Regions from separate parts of the Mus musculus genome. Here region 2 is linked to region 1. The links are chromatin contacts, called in public HiChIP or PLAC-seq maps. All regions are on one chromosome and are shown on one strand. Each heading gives the region's core, a stretch centred on a gene start, on an enhancer-like site or on the middle of the called end of the contact. The rest is flanking DNA. Distances are from core to core; before and after follow the strand shown. Region 1 holds the start of D030028A08Rik (RIKEN cDNA D030028A08 gene). Region 2 has its middle 9.4 kb from the start of Gm51916.

The links. HiChIP or PLAC-seq counts read pairs in DNA pulled down with a chosen protein or histone mark.
Region 2: a contact with region 1 is called in an H3K4me3 HiChIP or PLAC-seq map of the SCID.adh cell line, with 16 read pairs. The contact joins the enhancer-like site here to the promoter of D030028A08Rik in region 1. A contact is called at or near these places in 1 of 39 promoter capture datasets (the SN4741 cell line), 9 of 115 datasets of contacts at active chromatin or transcription factors (the 230-238 cell line, CD8 T cells, the HPC-7 cell line and 3 more) and 3 of 9 other capture datasets (adipose tissue, liver and pancreatic islet).

The regions. Positions count from the first base shown.
Region 1 is chr11:96,940,912-96,947,471 of GRCm38.p6, forward strand. D030028A08Rik (RIKEN cDNA D030028A08 gene) reads left to right here and starts at 3,235. Exons shown (of 6, transcript NR_003293.3): 1 at 3,235-3,303; 2 at 3,934-4,182. Pnpo (pyridoxine 5'-phosphate oxidase) reads right to left here and starts at 3,108. Exons shown (of 7, transcript NM_134021.2): 1 at 2,820-3,108; 2 at 1,499-1,623; 3 at 1-44. The coding sequence starts at 2,957.
Region 2 is chr11:96,994,674-97,001,233 of GRCm38.p6, forward strand. No RefSeq gene overlaps it. Among named protein-coding and RNA genes, the nearest start is that of Gm51916, 9.4 kb to the left of the region's middle. Within about 2 kb of position 2,853, at least 139 of the 459 cell types and tissues checked have an H3K27ac peak or open chromatin away from gene starts, as enhancers often do. A contact at or near this core is called in the 230-238 cell line, CD8 T cells, the SCID.adh cell line and 3 more, where this site is marked.

The DNA.
Region 1 (6,560 bases), core at 1,985-4,484:
CAAAGCCCTTCAGCAGCAGCATCCGGGCAGAGGGTTTTCCGTCTCTAGGGGGCACACAGCAGAGCACCAGGTCAGAACCCAACCCACTGTTCTCACCCCGGAGCAACCCCTCTAGCCATGCCCAGCCACGCCCCAGCCATGCCCCCCTTATGGAGGCAAATGTCAATGGTGTAAATCATATAGACAAATGCATAGACATAAACTGAAAGAGAAAGACGGCAGAGAGTCAAGTTGTGGGCTCCGATGCCATCAAACAGTGCCCTTAGGAACCTGTCCAGGAGGTATAAGTGTGATTCCACTGTCTGGGGGCTCTTTGTGGCTCAATCAGTACCCCCCTTAAGGGATGTATGGCACACTGCCCTAACCACCGTGTGACTGTTTTTGGAAGATAAGAGGTTTTAGGAAGGCAATTAAGATTAAATGTAGTCCATGGGGTAGGACTCTCTCGAATCCAGTAAGACTGGTGTCTTTGTAAGAAGAGAGAGAAAGAGAGACAAGACAGAGTGGGGGCTCTCTCAAAGGTCACATGAAGACACGGTAAGGGGGTGGCTAGCTTCAGAGGCATCACCAGACACCGCCCCTGACAACCACTTGCTCTCAGACTTCTAGCCTCCAGAAGTATAAACAGTAAACCCCTGTTGCCTATAGTACTTTGCTCCGACATTGATGAAAACCGTGCACTGCTGGGAGAGACTGGACCGCCAACACACTGAACTAATGCATCACGCAGAGAAGCAATGGTGGACGGCCCTCTGCTCAGAGCTCTGAGTAACACTGAGGGTGTCAAAGCCCCATCTTGATGCCTGGTGCTTTAGTGAGAAGGGACAAGAGGAGCTGAATAAGGAGGCTGACCTTAGAGATTTCTCACAGGGTATGACTGCTTGGTAATTCCCATGCTGGGTTTCAAGAGAGGGAATAAGGGGGCTGGAGAGATGGCTCAGCGGTTAAGAGTGCCAACTGCTCTTCTGAAGGTTGTGAGTTCAAATCCCAGCAACCACATGGTGGCTCACAACCATCTGTAATGAGATCTGATGCCCTCTTCTGGGGTGTCTGAAGACAGCTACAGTGTACTTACATATAATAAATAAATAAATCCTTAAAAGAGAGAGAGAGAGAGAGAGAGAGAGAGAGAGAGAGAGAGAGAGAGAGAGAGAGAATAGGGCCTCAGGGCCAGTCCCAGCAGATATAGCTCCAAAAGTCAGGGCTTGAGCAGATAGGAGCCTGAGGGAGGCCAAGGGCCATGAGGGGTGAGCAGATAGGAGCCTGAGGGAGGCCAAGGGCCGTGAGGGGATACATTAGGGATGGAGATGTATAAGGAACTGCATTTTATCACTAGAGAGTATTCAGTGATCTGGCTTTGGTTTACCAGTTAAGGACTGGTTTACTGGGGCTCAGAGAAGGCTGGCTTTAATAGCGGAACTAAAGATATAATAATGTTGAGAGCACTTCCTAATCTCCATCTGGACCCACCCACACAGAGGCCCCAGGCTGTGTGTACCTGGTGCAGGTAGCCACACACATAGCATTGGCTTCTCCTATGTCCGGACACTGAACAGCCTCGTCAAACCAGGAAGCAAACTGCTTCATGGGATCCAGAGAGGTCAGATGAGTCTCCTCGAATGCCTAGAAAGAGAGGTTGATGTCAGCGAATGAACAATGTTTACTCTGTGCCTGGCAATGGGCTGAGATGTTTTTCAAATGTAAATGCATTTAGCCATCATAATGATGACCATGAGAGAAAGAAAAAAACACCAACCAAACAAAACACTACTCAGGAAGTAGGTTCTATGTCCATTTACAGATGGTGAAACAGGCATAAAACGGCCCAGTAAGTCCCTGAGTCTCCTAAGGAGGAAGGGATGAACCAGGGCTGGAGTGTGCTGAAGTTCCTGTGGGTCACCTCATTCTTTTTCATGAAGTAGTTCTAAGGTTTCACAAGAGCCTACATCTCAGTCAAGCACTCCTGCAGATGTTCACGGATAAGCACACTTGGCCACTGTAGCTCTGGATCCCAATCCCAGAACTGATCTCTTGGTCCCTGACCTGAGTGGGGAGAAGATCATGATGAGGGAGGTTAAAACGAAGAGCTTCCAGGTTAGCCTTGAACTCACTGTGTAGCCGGACCCTGAACTCTGGATCCACTGTGCCTAGTTCATTTGGTGCCAAAGGTGGAACCCAGAACCCTCATACACACCAGGCAAGACTCCACAACACTCAGCTACAAGCCCAGCTTCCGCTCCTTTATAAATTTATATCACGTTTATGACTGTTTTAAGCATTTTACAAATGCCTAAATATAGACTGGTAAAGACATCTACCACGAAACCTGACAACCTGAGTTCATTCCTGGTGACCTACGACATGGTGGGAAAAAAAAAAAAACAAAAACAAAAACCAAAAAACTCCTGAAAGTTGTCGCCTGTCATACATGTATAAACACATGTACACTCTAAATGTATAAAAATGTAAAAAATGAGAAAACCCCCAAACCCACAGCATCCTTGTGAAGTAGGTATCACCACTTTACAGGTGGATAAACTGAGGCCCAAAGAGCATAAATTGTCCACAGCGAGACAGTCAGAAAAGGGCTGGGTTCCAACACAGGTGGGTTCTGATGTCAAGGGGTCTATGAGTACACGTTAATCCACGGTTCCCCTGAGGCCCTCCCCAGTAGCTGTCTCTGAAACCCTCTTCTCCCATCAGGGTGACCCCTAAATCCCGTTGCCTTGTAAGTGGCCCCTGAAAGCACAAGGCGCTCCTCCAACCCTTTGCTAATTTAGGGACACCCCCTTTCCGTGTCCCGGCGGCAGCGGCAGCACCTCTCGATCCCCGCGGTAACTCTTGCGCATTGGTCCCAGGTCCATGACTGCACCCCGACAGCACAGGTGACGGAGGTAGCCCGTCCACTTCGCAGGTCTCCTGAACGTCACAGTGACGCTCAGCAGCCCGCACGTCATGTAAGCAGTCGGCCACGTGACCCAGCGTCGCCTGGCCCTGGGTTCGGAACCAATTGCTCAGCCTGTGTGTCTAGCCTGGGAAGGAAGAATTTACTAGAGCCCCAGACAAGCTAGTAAGTCCTAAGTTCTCGGAACCAAGGTGCCTAGGATCAACCAATAGCTGTCCAGGACCAGAGCAGGGATCCATACCTGGAGAGCTTATTGGTTTGAGTTACCTGGAGCGAGACCAATTAGAGCGGGAATGAAGGAACCCAGCAGCCAATGGGCAGCGCCTCCAGGGGCGGGAGCAGAGAGACAAGGAAATGCTGTCACCGCCGTTTAAGAAGCACGTGGAGGTTTGTTAAAGGTATAGGGACAGCAGCCAAGGCGAGGGCGGGGCGAAGTCTCGGGGCTGGAGAGGAGAGGTCCGCAGTAAGTGGCCGGCCAGTGGCGGGCTACTGAAGAAGAACGTAGGGCAGGGATCCCCTCCTGGCGCAGCGGAGGTTGGAAGACTGGGCAAGAAAACATGGTTTGGGGGCCGGACTCGGAAGCAAAGGTGTTAGGGACACAGGGAGAGACTGAGGGAGAAGATTGTGGCTTGAGAGTAAGGAGAGACTGAAACTGCCTTGTAAACCGCAGGGCAGGTGCTGAGGGTCGTGGTGGTGGGCTGATACTCTGGGGACTGGGGAAGCACTCTGGGGTCAGGAAGGAGACTCTGAGGCGAGAAGGGAGTCAGCTGAATAGAAAGAAGACAGAAATTGGAATCAGGCTACCCCAGAGCAGAATGGTCTTCCCTTCTAACTTGTAACCCTTTCCTAAGGGTTGGGCTGGGCTCAGGGCATCCTATACCCAATGCAGTGGAGTTACTACTAGCCACTGCTCTAACAGATGGAAGGGCTGTCCCTTTCCTAAACCTCTTTCAACTTGGTTATTTCCTCCTTTTCATATTTCTTCTTGTTGTTGTTGCTGTTTTTATTTCTTTGTTGTTCCTTTCTAGGTAGTGGGAGGCATAGTTTTTGGCAATAGCCAGCCAAGGATACAGGGAACAGGTGCGGCGCCTGCACGCTGACTTCACGTGGTGGATGTCTGGCTGAGAGAGAAGTAGGAAATCCTCACAACGCTTCTTCCAGCTTTGATCTGCCTGGGGCAGCCCGTGGTGGAAGATGACTCTGTAGCCCTGGTGTCTACCAGTATCCGGAGTGGGAGCCCCAAGAGCCATGTAGACAGGCACCCAGCACTGTGCCAGGTAAGAGACCTTCTTGGCCTGCCTTGGTGTCTGCAGTGGGAACTCATTATCCTCTGTCTACAGCTTGAGCCAGCGCAATCTGCTGCACAGAAGCAAGAGGAAGGAAGCTTGCTGAGAAAAGTGGTGCATGCCTGCCGGTTGTCTCAGCACTTAGACTAAGGCCAGCCTTGGCTACATAGTAAACGTGAGGCTAGCCTAGAATTTTTGGTGCATTGTCGTTTTCTCCCATGAGCAGGATGGGGAGAGTCGTCTGGCTCTTGCAGTGGACTGTAGTAGTTAGTCATCAGCATCCCTTATAAGGTCCACTCTCTTTTTCTATTCCCGGGGCTGCTCTTTCTTTGGAGCAAGAGCTTCCTAGGTACTGAGACTTCCAAGACAGGATCATGAGCTGGGTGTGGCGCCACACAGCTGGGACTCCAGCCCTTGGGAGGCAGAGGGAAAGGATCATGGGATTAATACCAGCTGCACAGCCTTAAAAAGGAAAAACAAACAAACAAACAAAAAAACGAAAAACCAACCAACCAACCAAAACAAAACAAAACAAAAAAACCTCCAAAACCAAAAAACAAAACCACACAACAACCATGAGATGTGTATTTATATAGCCTATCCATTCAATAAACATTTACCAGAGACTGCCTTTAGGCTAGGCATTGAGCCAGGTCTTACAGTACCAAAGTGAAGGCCATAGCATGATTCCTGGCCACACTGGCAGGTCTGTGAGCCAGAGAGAGTCGCAGGTGGTTAGCATGGTCCTGTTAGGCAAAGGAAAACTGAACCGAAGGGGGCCAATCAGTGCAGAAAGGCTTCCTTGTGGGAGCCGACTGGAGATGGTCGGTCTTAAACATTTTTTTATCTTATATAAATGAGTACACTGTCGCTGTCTTCAGACACAGCAGAAGAGGGTATTGGATCCCTGTTACAAACGGTTGTGAGCCACCATGTGGTTGCTGGGAATTGAACTCAGGACCTCTGGAAGAGCAGGCAGTGCTCTTAACCCCTGAGCCATCTCTCCAGCCCTTGAAGATTGTCTTAAAGGGTATTTGCCAGATGGGCAGTGGAACAGGTGTTTAGGAAGAGGGAAGGTGGCCAGTAACAGCTGATGCATCTGGGCCCTTGGAGCGGTGAGATGCTGCTGAAGCCAAGTAGCTAGAAATCGATGAGATGCTCAAACAGCAACCTGATGCACCTGCCCCACCCCTGAAGGTAGTGAGGGCCCATCTTTTAGACACAGTGTTTCCAATTCTTTATATTGTGACATTGTGTAGCTACAAATCTACATTCCTGGTGGGTGTTTCTGTTTGTTTAAGACCTTGGGGGGGGGGGGGAGTGGCAGGTGTGGTGGAATGTGTCTGCTAGTCAGCTACCTAAGAGGCTGAGGCAGGAGGATTATGAGTTTGAGGCCAGCCTGGGCAGCTGAGCAAGAATTTATCTCCAAAGAAAGGCTTTATTAAGGGCTGGGGGTGGGGTGGGGGGGGTGGCCCAGTGGCAGAGCGCTGGCATCCCGTGCACCAGGCACTGGACTCCAGCCGCAGCTCCATAGAAACTAAGCCAAACCAGATGGGGAAGGAAAAAGAGCCGGAGTCCAACTGCCGCTCTCTTCCCAGGCAACAGTCTAGGGAAGTTTGCTGTTGACTCCTTCTCTGTATTTTCCTTTTGTCTGGAAGTTAACAAGTAGGCTTGTGTTTTGCTTTTCTGCTAAGTGGGATTTGGTGGCTAAACCACAAAGCGAGCCTTCCATGCATAAGGACCGAGCCCTGGAGACACTTCGCTTCCTTTTGTTGTTTTTCCGAACTGGCTCTGCATTTTCTTCCTGGGGCTTCGTTCGCCATCCTCCGACTTTGTAGTAGTGTTCTTTTCTGGAGACAGGCCCAACTCAGTAAGCAGTGTCTTGCACAATGGCATTTCACAGAGCTACACCGCTTTCTCGCTTTCTCGCTTTCTCGGGATGAAACAGAGAAGTTCAGGGTTCAGGGGCTATGTCTTTTGTCTTAACTGTTTGTTTCTAAAGTTTTCTTTCTTTTTTTCCTTTCTTTTTTTGTTTCTTTTTTCTTTTTCTTTTTATTTATTTATTTATTTATTTTTTTATACAGGACCATTTATTTCCATGTAGCTCTGCCTTTTCTGGAACTTGCTGTGTAGACCAAGTTGACCATAAACTCACAGACATCCCCCTGCCTCTGCCTCCTTAGTACTGAGATTACAGTCATGCACCACCATGCCGGGCACACACATCTATCTATCTATCTATCTATCTATCTATCTATCTATCTATCTATTTTTGGCTTTTTGAGACAGGGATGCTCTGTGTAGCCTTGGCTGTCCTAGAACTCACAGAGATCCACCTGCCTCTGCCTCCACACTCTGGTGACCCAGTG
Region 2 (6,560 bases), core at 1,603-4,102, 53 kb after region 1:
ACTACTGAAGCTTTGTGCAAGAAGAGTCAAAGTTGAACAAGGTCAAAGGGCAAGAGGGCACAGCTATTGCAGAGCTCAGGCCCTGGGCTTTGATTTTTCCAAAGGGCCAGGCATCCCAGCCGGGACCTCATAGCCAAGCTGCTTTTCCCTCCAAGTTCCCTTGAATGTTGGATGGAAGAAAGGGAAAAAGGGAGCTTTTCCTTGAGAAGTTCCCGTAGCTCAGAGCCACTTAGGGTTATGCGTTTTGTTTGCATTGCATTTACATTAATTTGCTTGGGCTGGACTCACACATGTAAATGAATATAAAGTGGTGGATTTAGGTAGAGAGTCTCCCTGAGGCAAAGACAGAGAAGTTGTGGAGGCGGGAAAACCCTGGGAGATGCCTGCAACTGGAGTGGGTAGGTCCTCAGTGTCTGAAGCAGAAAGGGCACCGGGCAGACAGCATCAGGAGACCCAGTACTTTAGGCCCCAGGAAGCCCCAGGGTCAGAGCTGGGAAGCAAAGGACCTAAGTACTCTGGGGGTGGTGTAGGAGGACGAACAGGATTCTCAGGTCCCATGGGACAGCAGGGAGCCTGGGAGCCAAGCCCAGGAATGCACTTACATGGCAGAGGGCAAATGCTTGCCCTGAGGCCCTGAAGAGGGATGGAGGAGGCAGCCGGCTAGGAGAGGAGGAGGAGGAGGTGGAGGACGAGGAGGTAGGTGAAGGAGGAGGAGGAGGAGGAGGAGGCAGATGTCAGGACAGAGTTCCCTGAAGAGGACAGAATCACTCCTGGCCAGGAAAGAAAGATGGCAAAAAACTGCCCCTTTAGCAGCAGGGCTTTAACAATGGCAGAAGCCTGAGAGGGGAGGTTGGGAGGAAAGCTGAAGAAACTGTCTGGGTCAGGGATGGACCTGGGAGAGCAGAAAGGCACGTCGTTGGATGCTTTGCCTGCGGAATGGCTCCTGTGGAACTTGCTTAGAGCCGTGGGAGAAGAGAGTCCTCAACCTGGAAGAAAAGCCCTGACCTGGCGATAGAGACACAGTCCTACCCTGGTGGGAACTCTTTGCTCTCTGAGGCCTCTAGTATTTGCAGAAGGCATAACCTGCATCTTTGAGAGGGTCAGAGTCGAATGGGAAAGACAGGTCTGCCTCCAGCTGGGTCACAGGGGGGCCGTGTAATGTCGCCAGTAAGTTAGGTGTTCCAAGGCAAGCACTGAAAACTAGGGAGCCTTTTACACAGAGGGGACTTGATACACAGGAATGACCAGAATCCAGAGGGGTAGCCAGAGGAGGCTTCCAGGAGACAGTCGGTCGGAACACAGAAACAAACAAAAGATTTTTATTTCTGCATTGTGAGTGTTTTGCTTCCGTGTATGTTTTGTGCACCACGTGTGTTTCTGGTCCCCAAATATGCCAGAAAAAGTTGTTGGGTCCCCTAGAACTGGAGTCGCAGTCAGTCATGAGCTATCACATGCGCACTGAGGCTCAGCCCCTGGTCTACTGGAAGAGCAGCCGGTGTTCTTATCCACCGAGCCATCTGTAAGTCCGGCTGGCCAAAAAAATATGCAGTGATTCTCCTGCCTCAGTCTCCAGAGAGCTTCAATTACAGGTTGAGTCACCATACCCTCCTTGAACACGGTTCTGAAGATAAAGACAGGACTAGGGAGGTGAGGGGGTTCACCCTCTGTAGTGCAGAGGGTAATGTGGGGCCATAGGCTCCAGGGGCCTCCCAGCAGCAATGCTGGAGGGGGGTGATACAGGAGAGGATCCCACATAGGAACCGCCCCCCACCCCCTTCAGAGATGACCACTTGGCATTCAGAGAAATGGGCTCAGAGAAGAAAGACAATGCTCGCTCAAGATCACCTAGCAGCTAACCACAAAGCGGAAGCCAGAAACCAGACTTCAAGACTCCTGGGTGCTCTACCCTCTCCAGCTGGCATATGCTTTGATAGCCTAACCTAGGGCTGTTGTCAGAAGGTTCCAGAAGCCTGTCATCCTCAGAGTGGGCTGTTAGAGCAGGGGAAAGTACCTTAATCTCTTCAGGCCTCTTTTTCCCCATCTGTACTTTGGGCTTTCATCTAAAGAGGGGAAGTCCTTCTCTGGGGGGCATGACGCTGACAGGGTTTGCAGGGTTTTGGTAGGTAGGTAGGGATGGATGGATTGATGGACAACGGGGAGGCAAGCAGGGACCAGGGAGGAAAGGGATTTTCTCCCAAAAGAGCTTGATTTGAGAATTAAGGGTGAGAGAAAAAGAGAAGGTAGATTTGCATGTGATTTACATGTCAATTGTGTGAATTCCAGGCCACGTGTTCTCTGGAATCTCCCTGGCTCCTGCTCCCTTGGCTGTGGTTTCCCCACCTGCTCGAGAGCCTCTTGGCTGCCCCTTGTGTGGCCATAGCTGGGGAAAGTGGGTTCATCAATTGGCCACTGGCTTCCCCAATACCAACCAAATTTCCTTAGATCCTTCCTAAGGCCTGGTCCGCAGCCTTCCTCACTTCCCAGCGTGGCTCCCAGGAGGTCCCCCTTAGGCTTGGTGGAAGACTCGGGGACTGGCTCAGGCTAGCCCGGTGCTCAGCACTCCGAGGCCTCTTGCCTCTCTGCCTTTCCCTACGGAGACCCCCGGGAAGAGCAACTCAGCAGGAGCCCCGCGGGGCCTTGCCCTGGCCGCTGCCCTCCAGGGCGGGTGAGAGTGGACCCTGAACCCCAACTCGCCGCGCCCTCTGCAAGGCCGGGGTGTTCGGCTGCAGTGGGCCGGCGAAGAGCTGTCCCCTCCCACTGGAGCCAAATAATTGCCTCCTGCTTTGTTGTGTGGTGTCTGGGGCCCGGGGCCTCTCATTTGTGGGGACGTGCTGTGGCGAGAGCCTCCCTGCGTAATTACCCTCCTCCCCATCGCCGCCGCCGCCGCCACTGAGCCTCCTGCGTCCGCTGGGCCTTACTCACCCCCGCCTGGCCGGCCTGCTGCTCCCCCGCGGCCCAGACGCAGGCAACTCCCTCCCGGTCCAAGCTGTCCTTTCCCGGCAGAGAACGTTTCTGCTTCTCTCCCCCCATCCCCCTTCTCCATACAACCAACACACACACACACACACACACACACACACACACACGTCTGGGGAAAAGCAGGGCAGGACAGGGTATTTCTAATCTGAATGCAACAGTCCCTCTTGGGCCTTCACTGGGGCTGACTGAGAAACTGGGTCCAGGGCACGCGCCTCGCTTTGCGCAACATCTGGACAGCTGCACCTGTCGGGGCCTGTCCCCAGTTAAGGCTGGAGCTCCTTACGACCCTGATACCTAAAAGAACACACCCTAGCCAAACTCCTGCCACCGCCCCCCCCCCCGCGCCCCTTTCCCTTTCCCTTTATCCCAGCCACTTGTTTGGTATAAAGGAAAGAGAGGCAAAAAGGAGAAAGAGTGCCCGTGAACACACTCGTGCCTCCAGGAAAATAAAAAAGCTGAGGGGCTGCGGAAAACAAAACAAAACAAAACAAAACAAAAAAAAACTCCCCCAACAAAGAAAAGGTCAAGCAAGGAGGCAAAGGGGGGAATTACAAATTTAGGCACAGAGCAGAGAGATGCAGACGTGCTACTTCTCAAGAAATAGATCGACAGAACAACTCCTGTTCTTGGAATGTTTGATTAAATATTGAGTCTACTTGGCGACTGGACCAATGACATTGAATGGGGGGGGGGGACGACAGCAAGAAGTACCAGGCTGAGCAAAACCATTGTTTGTTTGTTTGTTTGTTAGAGGGTCTCACTATGTGGCCCTGGCTGACCTAGAACTCACAGAACTCTGCCTACCCCTGCTTCCTAAATGTTGGGAATAAAGGTGTGCACCTCCATGACCCATCTAGCCAGCACTCTTTTATTGATTGATTGATTGTATATGAGTACACTGTAGTTGTACAAATGGTTGTAAGCCACCATGTGGTTGCTGGGATTTGAACTCAGGACCTTCGGAAGAGCAGTCAGTACTCTTATCCACTAAGCCATCTCACCAGCCTTAGCCAGCACCCTTAAATGATGAAGAGACAGTTGCAAATCACAATAGGGCTGGGGCATGGAAGTGGGGAGCTGTCCGTCTCTTCTGGGACCAGAACAACCATAAACCATCAGTAAGACAGATGTAGGACCAATGTCTGCAAGCACTTTCCGAGTGCAGAAACCGTTCACTCATCCACAAAGTATTTATGAGCACCGAGCCATGGACCAGACTCACTTGGTGCTTGCTTGAGTACTGAAGAGGGCTGTGGACTCCCGTAGGAGGATGCTCACCCAAGGAGTGACCCCTCTGTTCAATGTGTTACAGATGATAGATTCAGGGAGTTAGAATTTGTCAGGAAACTGTGGAAGGTTCCATTCAGTCAGTGAAGATAAACTTAGTACAGAGGGGGCCGGGGAGTTCAGACCCTGAAAGGGATGACCCTTCCTGAGGTGACACAGGGTGTCCATGTCTGGAATAGCTGTGAGTTCTGAGGTGACAGATAGGAGAAAAAGAAAAGCAGATATTTTAAATATTTGATATCTGGAGCAGGTGCCTGCAGCCCATCCCTGCATGGGAATTAGGGTTCCTTTGCAGTGGAAGCAAGCTGAGGACCCCTGAGGGTGTCCCCACTCCCTTGGCTTCCAGGCTGGCTGGTCTATAGCACCCTGGGATTTTGACTTCAATTCCTCCTTGGACTTTTCCACACCCAGGTTATCAGGAAGTCTAGCTCAAAGCTACCTCCCTCAGTGCAGGGGAGGAAAGCCGTGCCCCTATCCTTTTCCTGGGTGGGGGAGAGACAAGCAGGGATGTCATTACATGAGGTGGGGACATGTGGATCCTTTGCAAACACCCCTGCACCTGTCCCAGCATCCTCTTTTAGACCCTGGGGCAGAAGTGGAAGATGAAAGGGACAGAGCTGACAATGGAATGGCAGAAGAGGGTGACACCCAGACTGGACTGAGTGAGGATTTGGGGAGCAGATAGAGGAGGCGGGGCCGAGGAGAGCTGGACTCCCTTTAACATCAAACCACCCATTGGCTTTCCCCAAAGTAGGAGAGAGAGTGTGACCACGCTGAGTATTGAGTGTAGACTACAATACAATGAGACAGACTTCTGTATCCCATTCAACAGTGAACAACCTCACCTTCCCCACGCATGAGGCCGGAGGTTTGATCTCCAACATAAAGTAGGCATGGTGGTCCAAGCCTATAACCCCAACACCGAGGCCATAGAGGCAAGAGGACCAAAGGTGCTTGGTCATCCTCAGCTATGTAGAGGGTGAGGCCGGTGTGGGCTACATGACATCCTGTGTGTGTGTTGGGGGGGGTGCTTGGGGAGAGATAAAAGATACCTCAGTGGCTAAAAGCCCTTGGCTGTTGTTATTACCGAGGGTCCCAACATCCCCATGGCCCTCACAACCATCTGCAACTCTGGTTACAAGAGATTCAACAGTGTGTCCTGGACCTGGTGGGCATCAAGCAGGCACATGGTTCATTCATATGCAAGCACGCAGGCAAAACCCTCTCACACATAATTCTTTTAAAAAGGTTTTTTTTGAGACAGGGTTTCTCTGTGTAGCTTTAGCTGTCCTGGTACTCACTCTGTAGACCAGGCTGGCCTCAAACTCAGAAATCTGCCTGCCTCTACCTCCCAAGTGCTGGGATTAAAGGCGTGCACCACCACTGCCCAAGCCTTTAAAGAATCATAATACAGTCTTGGCTCTACTTATAAATGTCTTTTGATGTAAATGTCTGTGGACCTATGGTATGTACAGAAAAGTTATCACATCTGTGTGACTGCTAAGTCATAAGTGTGAAGGGGCTTGGGGAATAGCTTTGTGGTAGACTGTGTGTTCAGCATGCTCTGAGCACTGGGTTCCACTCCCCTACCAAACACACACACACACACACACCAGAGGTTTTCACAAAATGGACACACCCAGATAGTAACCCCCACTCAACTCCATTACCAAAGCCTCCTAGCATCGTGCTGGCCCCTCAGGTTACTTAAGCCCCCAAGAAGAAGGAGCCTGTATTCTGACTTCAAAGGGTATAGATTAGGGGTGGCTTCTTTACTACTTTTGATCTTTCTATAACTGGAATCCAGCACATGCTCACTCCTTCTATCTGGCATCCTTCACGGTTGTGAGGTACATCCCCGTGCTTGACCTAGGAGCTCAAGATAACCTCACCGCACACACCCCCAGAGTCTCAGACTCCCCTGATGTTCCCCCTTTTCAGGGCTTGGAGTGAGGCCTCCCAGATCCCAAAGAGAGTGAACACAGGATATCTGGAATTCCTGGGGCGCCTATCCAAACTGAGATCTGGGAACTGAAGGTCCCAGACCACACCCCTCCAAAGGGACTCCAGAGGAAGTCCCCGACCTGGGCGGGGTTAATTAGATGGCGCTTTGAGATCTCAGGATGAAAGGACTGCCTAGGGCCATTGTCCTTGGCCTCTTGTCCAGCTTTAAGGGGGGGGGGGTGGGGAAGGTGCAGCTTGTCCCTTCAGGCCCCAGGCTTGGGACATCAGACATTGGGAGTGGCATTGCCAAGGTCTGGAGGACTCCTGGTTCTGAGATGCATCTGCTCACA